Regions from separate parts of the Macaca mulatta genome. Here region 1 is linked to region 2. A link is a contact called in public Hi-C data. All regions are on one chromosome and are shown on one strand. The core of a region is the stretch at or near the end of the contact, and the rest is flanking DNA. Distances in the headings are between cores, read along the strand shown.

What was found. A called contact is a pair of places that touch in the nucleus more often than the background predicts.
Region 1: a contact with region 2 is called in a Hi-C map of fetal cortical plate, with 1.6 times the contacts expected there. The contact joins the promoter of CYB5R1 here to the promoter of KDM5B in region 2.

The regions. Positions count from the first base shown.
Region 1 is chr1:60,635,921-60,639,150 of T2T-MMU8v2.0, forward strand. CYB5R1 (cytochrome b5 reductase 1) reads right to left here and starts at 1,845. Exons shown (of 9, transcript NM_001257476.2): 1 at 1,775-1,845; 2 at 1,333-1,482; 3 at 1,112-1,184; 4 at 471-577; 5 at 1-96. The coding sequence starts at 1,789.
Region 2 is chr1:60,468,705-60,471,737 of T2T-MMU8v2.0, forward strand. It overlaps KDM5B (lysine demethylase 5B), which reads right to left and starts at 1,576. Exons shown (of 26, transcript XM_078003047.1): 1 at 1,256-1,576. The coding sequence starts at 1,459. It overlaps LOC144341181 (a long non-coding RNA gene), which reads left to right. Exons shown (of 2, transcript XR_013417965.1): 2 at 1-53.

The sequences.
Region 1 (3,230 bases), core at 595-3,094, 170 kb after region 2:
CCGAAACTCCACCACATCCCCAATCTTCAGGCTATCTAGGTACTGAGACATCTTCCCTCCCTCAGGAAATTTGGGGTGCACACCCTTCAGGTAGACCTTACAAGACAGAGAGAAAAATACCTTATTTGGAATGTCAATGGTTTCTGAGCCCCATGTTGACTAAACCTCCCTGAGGCTGGGGCAGGGATCAGATATGTGCTATCTTTTCCCCATCTACATACTTTCTTTTTTTTTTTGAGTCAGAGTTTCGCTCTTGTTGCCCAGGCTGGAGTGCAGTGGCGCAATCTCGGCTCGCTGAAACCGCCTCCTGGGTTCAAGCGAGTCTCCTGCCTCAGTATCCCGAGTAGCTCATACTTTTTTCATATCCACAAAGTATATACCATTTCCGGCTATCAGGCACATCTTAGAAATTTCTACAAATCCCAGAAAGAATGGGTAAGCAGCCCCAGGGTCCCTCCCTAGCCCCTTACCTTGATGACAAGATCCACGTAGCCTTGATCCTCATCACTGGTGACAGGAGTGTATGGTCTGATGACCAGGCTGCCATCAATTCGGGTGGAGAGGTAGATATGTTTGCCTGGGGACCGTGCAGAGAACTACATAAGGGCTGTCTGTGATGTGCTGCATCCCTCAAAATACTCAAAGAGATTTGAGAGAACAAGATGTCTTGCTTCCTGCTGTGGTTCCAAGGAGTTACCAGGCAGGGAAGATTCACCCCGTTGAACCCTCAGTTGGATCTCTCATAAGCCCCCAGTTGAGGAAATGCTTATTTCCAGCGTTTCCTGCCAGTTACTGCCAGGACCTTGACAGATGAGTCAAAAGGGTCTGGGCAATGGGAAAAAGTTAGTAGTGCTTGCTCAGATGGAGTAATTAGCAAATCCTGCAGGGAAGAGGCAAGACTGTTAAGTGTTAAAGCTGGTTGGGGGCCACGGAAGCCACACCCTAGAGGGGCCCAGTGGCACCTCACAGCTTGGAGGATGCAGAGCCAAGTGGGGGAAGGGGAATGGTGTGTGGAGTAAACCGGTTGAAGCAGCCTGTTTCATGAGACCCCAGGAGGGGAGTCACCTTCTGAGGATACCAGGGAAAGGAACCCATTCCACACTTTCCTTACCCACAGGCAGCCCCAGAGTGTGGTGGGCGGTGGGCAGGGCAAAGCGGAACCTCTTGGTGTTGTGGCTCACAGTCTGGAGGGTGGAGGACACAAGTGTTTCACCAAGCGCGCCTGGCGCTGCCACGTCCCTTGGACATCCCAACCACCGTGGGTGCTGTACCCTCCATGCCAGAAGCACTCTGGTCCCCTCCTCCACCCTGCCCCTTTCTTCCCCAACTTACCGTCTTGTCCAGCAGTCGTAGCAGGTACTTTTCATTGGGGTCCAGGAGAGTGACCTGAGGCCGGCGGGACCTCCGAACCAAGTAGGAGCCCACAGCCAGGCCGAGCAGAGTGACCAGCCCCACCCCCAGGGAGGCCAGCAGGACTGGGCTCTGTGGGTAGAGGAGGCAGCGTAACCGCCAGGCTGGGAAAGAGCCCGGGGCTTGGGTGCTGACCGTCCCAGGGGTGGCGATCTCGAGCTCCAGCGCGGAGGCATGCCAAGGGCAGAGGAGTAACCTGACAGGGTCCCGAGCCCGGATGTGCGGGACCGGGACCCCAGCATCCACTGTGGGCCCAGAGCCCTGCGGGGCGGGGTCGACAGCGACAGCTCCTGGTTCGGAGCTGAGTGGCCAGAACCAGATGGGGAGGGGTCCCCCAGTGGAGGATACTGAACGAGGGTCTTACCGGCTGGATCCCCATGACGGAGCACCTTTTCCTCCACCACCCGGCAAGCAGACAGATCCCACAGTGCGCCGCGGGGCGGGTCGGAGGGCCGGGCAGGCCTGAGGCTGGGCCGGGCAGGAGGCCGGACCTCGCGGCGCCGGGGGGGCAGGAGGCGGGGCCTGGCGGGGGGTGTCTGTCCGGGGCGGGGCCTAGCAGGAGGCGCCGGCGGCTGGGCCTGTTGGGGGCGGGGCCCGGCAGAGGCGGGGCTGGTCCTCTCTGTGCCCCACCCGGAAAGGGAATTCCGCTACTCGGTAGCTCAGGGTCTCCGGTGCTTATTCAAGATTTTTTAACTTTTTATTTTTTTCTCTCTGTCGCCCAGGCTGGAGTGCAGTGGCGCGATCTCGGTTACTGCAACCTCCGCCTCCCAGGTTCAAGTGTTTCTCCTGCCTCAGCCTCCCGAGTATCTGGAACTACTGGCATGCGCCTCCACGCCCGGCTAATTTTTTTATTTTTTTATTTTTTTTATTTTTAGTACAAACCGAGCTTCACCGTGTTGGTCAGGTTGGTCTCGAGCTCCAGGCCTCAAATAATCTACCCGCTTCGGCCTCCCAACGTGTTGGGATTACAGGCGTGAGCCACCGCACTCGGCCCAAGATCTTTTAAGACCGCAGCTCCAGTCTCTCTTCCCAGAGAAGTGGTCCCTGCCACTTCGACCCGCTTATATCCGAACAGGATGGGAGTTCTGCCTAAGGTAGAACCACGCTAAATTGGGGGATTGGAAATCTCTTGAGTCTGCGGGTGCTGAGCGGAGAGTGTTAACGATGAACCGGAGACAGGCTCAAAGTAGAGCAGAAGGGCCTGAAGTTAATCGCTGTGTAGCCACCTTAGTTTTTCAACCGGCTGAATTGCAGCAAGAGAATGGAACAGCCCGGAGGAGTCTCTTACAGGAGTGAACAGTGGCATGGCAACTTCATTTCCTGGTACCTTTTGACAAAAGACTGATTTTGTTTACAGCGCCAAGCTGTCAGCCTATCAGAATTATTCAGGAGCTTCCTTTGGCTTCAAAGTCCAAGCTTCATATCCTGATTTGGGTTCTTGTGCCCTTAGGGTCAAAGAAATTGACTTTTGAGGCAGAGTGTACAGAATAAGAATCTTGCCTCTAGCACTTATTGGCTCTGTGACCTTAGATAGCTTACTCAACCTTAGTTTCTTCATCTACAGATGGATATATATTATCTACAGACAGATAGTATCTAGTTCATAGCCTTAGCGTGAGGCTTCAATTGACATATGCTAACGTGCTTAATGTAGTGCCTGTCATAAAGCAAAATATTCAACAGATGGCAGTTACTATTATAACTTAAAAGACAGGCCGGGCGCGGTGGCTCAAGCCTGTAATCTCAGCACTTTGGGAGGCCGAGACGGGCGGATCACGAGGTCAGGAGATCGAGACCATCCTGGCGAACACGGGAAACCC
Region 2 (3,033 bases), core at 326-2,825:
TTCTTAAACAGTAGGAAAGGCAGTTAAACCCCCTTCCCAACGGTCCCAGCCCGTCCAACCGCCGCTTAGGCCAACTCGGACTCAGACCCTCCCGAAAGGTGGGCAAAAACCAGGGGTGTAGGAGCGCACCCAGTTCCGGCCACGGGGGAAGGAGTTGGCCGGGCTCTCCTCAGCGAACGTTGGAGCCGTTGGGGATGGTTTCAGCAACACCCACCCCTCACTCACTGCCCCCAGGCCCGAGGCGCTGTAGACAGGGCTGCAAGGGCTGCGGTGGGTGACTGCCTTTCAGCGCCCAGAGGCCGAGGGCCGGGGGAAACGAGCACGAAATCTTCGGAGGTCTCTTCGTCTGACATTCCCCTACAAACACGGCCTCGCCCCGACCCCATCCCCAACAGCACAGCCCAGGCCTCCCCGGGGAGCCGAGCGGCTGAGCCAGAAGAAGCCGGGTGTGTGAGCCTTTGGGAGCGCGGGCGGGCATGGGGCCCACCACCGCCTGTCCTGCCCCCGCCGCCCCAAAAGTGTCCCCCCAGACACTAACGCCCCCCACAACACATCCGCTCCGGGGCCGGACCTGCGGCTCCTCCCCGCCCCCAGCCAGCGCTGGCCGCCCCCCTCTTGACCCCGGCCCGGGGGACACCTGGAGGCCCGGGGACCAGGCGGTGGAGGGGTGCCCTGGTCTGGAGGGTGGGGCGCCCAGGTGAGGGCCGCTCCGGGCCGACGCCGCCACCACACAAAGGACCAGGGGCTCCCGCCGCCATATTGAAAACTTTCCTCCTCGCACGACAACTCGCAAGTCCCCCACCCCCACCCCACCCCATCACACACCCCCGCACCCCGGGAGCGGAGGCGAGGACCAGCCTGCTGAGCCTCGCCGGGCCCACAGTCCTCCCTCCAGCCCGCGCCTCCGCCGGGCTACGTGAGGAAACTCCCCCGCGACCACCCCCGGCTCCTGCCATCACTCCATCCGGAACCGAACCCGAACCTCCGGACCCGGCCGCCCGAACCCCGCGGCGACCCGGCCCTCCCGTGGCACCGCCGAAGTCCCCGGTTCTCCCACGCTACTCATCTCCCACCCTAGAGAAGCCCCCATCTTCCTCCCCCAGCCTCAACTCCAACCTTCTAGGCAGCCTCAAACTTGACGAGGCCGGTGGGGCGACCGGCTCCCCGCCCCCCGCGCCTCGGGCCTCCCCAGACCCGCGCGTCCCCGCTCCCTCCCCCAGCCACGAGCTGGATCCGGGGTGCTGGCGTGACTCACCGGCGGCGGCCGCACCTTACAGATCCCAGTCTGCTCGGCTATAGGCCGGATCTTGTGGATGAAAGCGAAGGGGTCCGCGAACTCTTCCCAGCTGGGCTCGAAGACTGGGCACTCGGGGGGAGGCAGGAACTCGCCCAGCGGGCCCGGGCCCCCAAGGGGCAGCGCCGGGCGCGGGCCCGGGTGCAGCGCGGTGGCCGGCTCCATCACTGCAGGCTGGGCAATAGGCGAGGCGAGGGTGGGCTCCGGGACCGAGGCTGCGAGCTCCACTCGGTCCGAGACCCGTGCAGACGAAGCTCTGGCGACAGCAAGTCCGAGTTGTACGGGCAACGGCAGCACCTTGGGCTTTTTCAGCCTCCGACGACGACGTCTCGCCGCAAACCCACGCCGTGCGCCTCCGCCGCCACGGCGAGGAAAAAGAGTCCCACCCCACCCCCACCCACCCACCCTCCGCGCATGGCTCCCCGCCCCGCCCCCGAATTAGGAGGGGCCGCGCCTTCCGCTGTGGATGGAGTTTATCCTTAGGGTTTCAGTTGAGCCAACTTTTATTGACCATTTACTATGCATCAGAGTTCCTGCCCTGAAGAAGTTAAGTCTGGTAGAAAGGATCAGTCCCATAAGCCAATCATTCAATCATGTCAGTACACAGTGGTAGGTGCAGTAAAACCCAGGAGGGGGTTTTGGAAAGAGTATTGGAAATGGAGAAGGATTTTCCAGTAGAGATAACAGCTTGAACATACAAACAGCATGTTCGTGAGAAGGCAATAGTAGTAATAATAATAATAACGTAACACTTTTGGTCACTTTCATATCCTAGGCACTGTTCTAATTGCATTGCATGATTAATCACACAACCCTATGAGATAGGTACTCTTATTTCCACTTTACAATAAGGAAAGTGAGGCATAGGTAGATTAAGCAATTTGCCAAAATTCACATGGCTAATAAGTGATGGAGATTATTGGGAGGTGGAGATGTTGCAGGGAAAATAAATATCAACAATCTATGACAAGGTCAGACTTGAGAGGGGCAAAAGGCTCTTGAAATAATCCAGACAAGAAATGATAGGGTTTAATTTAAGGCAGTGGTACTGATGATTATGAGGAAGGGATGCAAAGGTAGGAAATAAAATTAGGACACAGTGACAGATTGGGGGGGAAGATGAGGTATTAAGATTCAGATGTCTGGCGTATCTGCCTGAGTAGATGCTAGCCGGTTGGCATTGGTGGGACGTTCACCCCAATTATATACACAAGGCGAGTTATTCAAGGGAAGAAGGTGCTGTGCTCATTTCTGGACATTTTGAATTTGAGGTGTCTCTGGTACAAACAGGTAGAGATACCCAACGGGGTATCCTTCAACGGACTGGAGGGCATAAATCAGAAGGGGCGAGATCAGAATTGGAGATATAAATCTGGGAGTTATGTGCATATGGGTGATAGCCGCTATTTAATGCTACTGTGTGTAAGGCACTGTTCTAAACGCTCTGCATGTGTTAGCTCACTGAGTCTTCGCAACCACCATATTGAGTAGGTACGATATTATCTTCATTTTGCAGAGCAGGCAACGGAGGCAAAGCGAGGTTAACGAACTTTAAGAGATATGAACACTTTTGAGGCGCCTTTTTTTTTTCCTTTTGGCGGGGGACGGGAGACGGGGGTGGGTGGGTGGTGTCCAGCAGCCTCAGAAAAAGGGAGAAAGTTCAAAAAGTAGAACGTCAACATTGAAATGACCTCTTTCATCCAAAAAGGTGCCAAACGTATGCAAGGACTGCTTGTCAA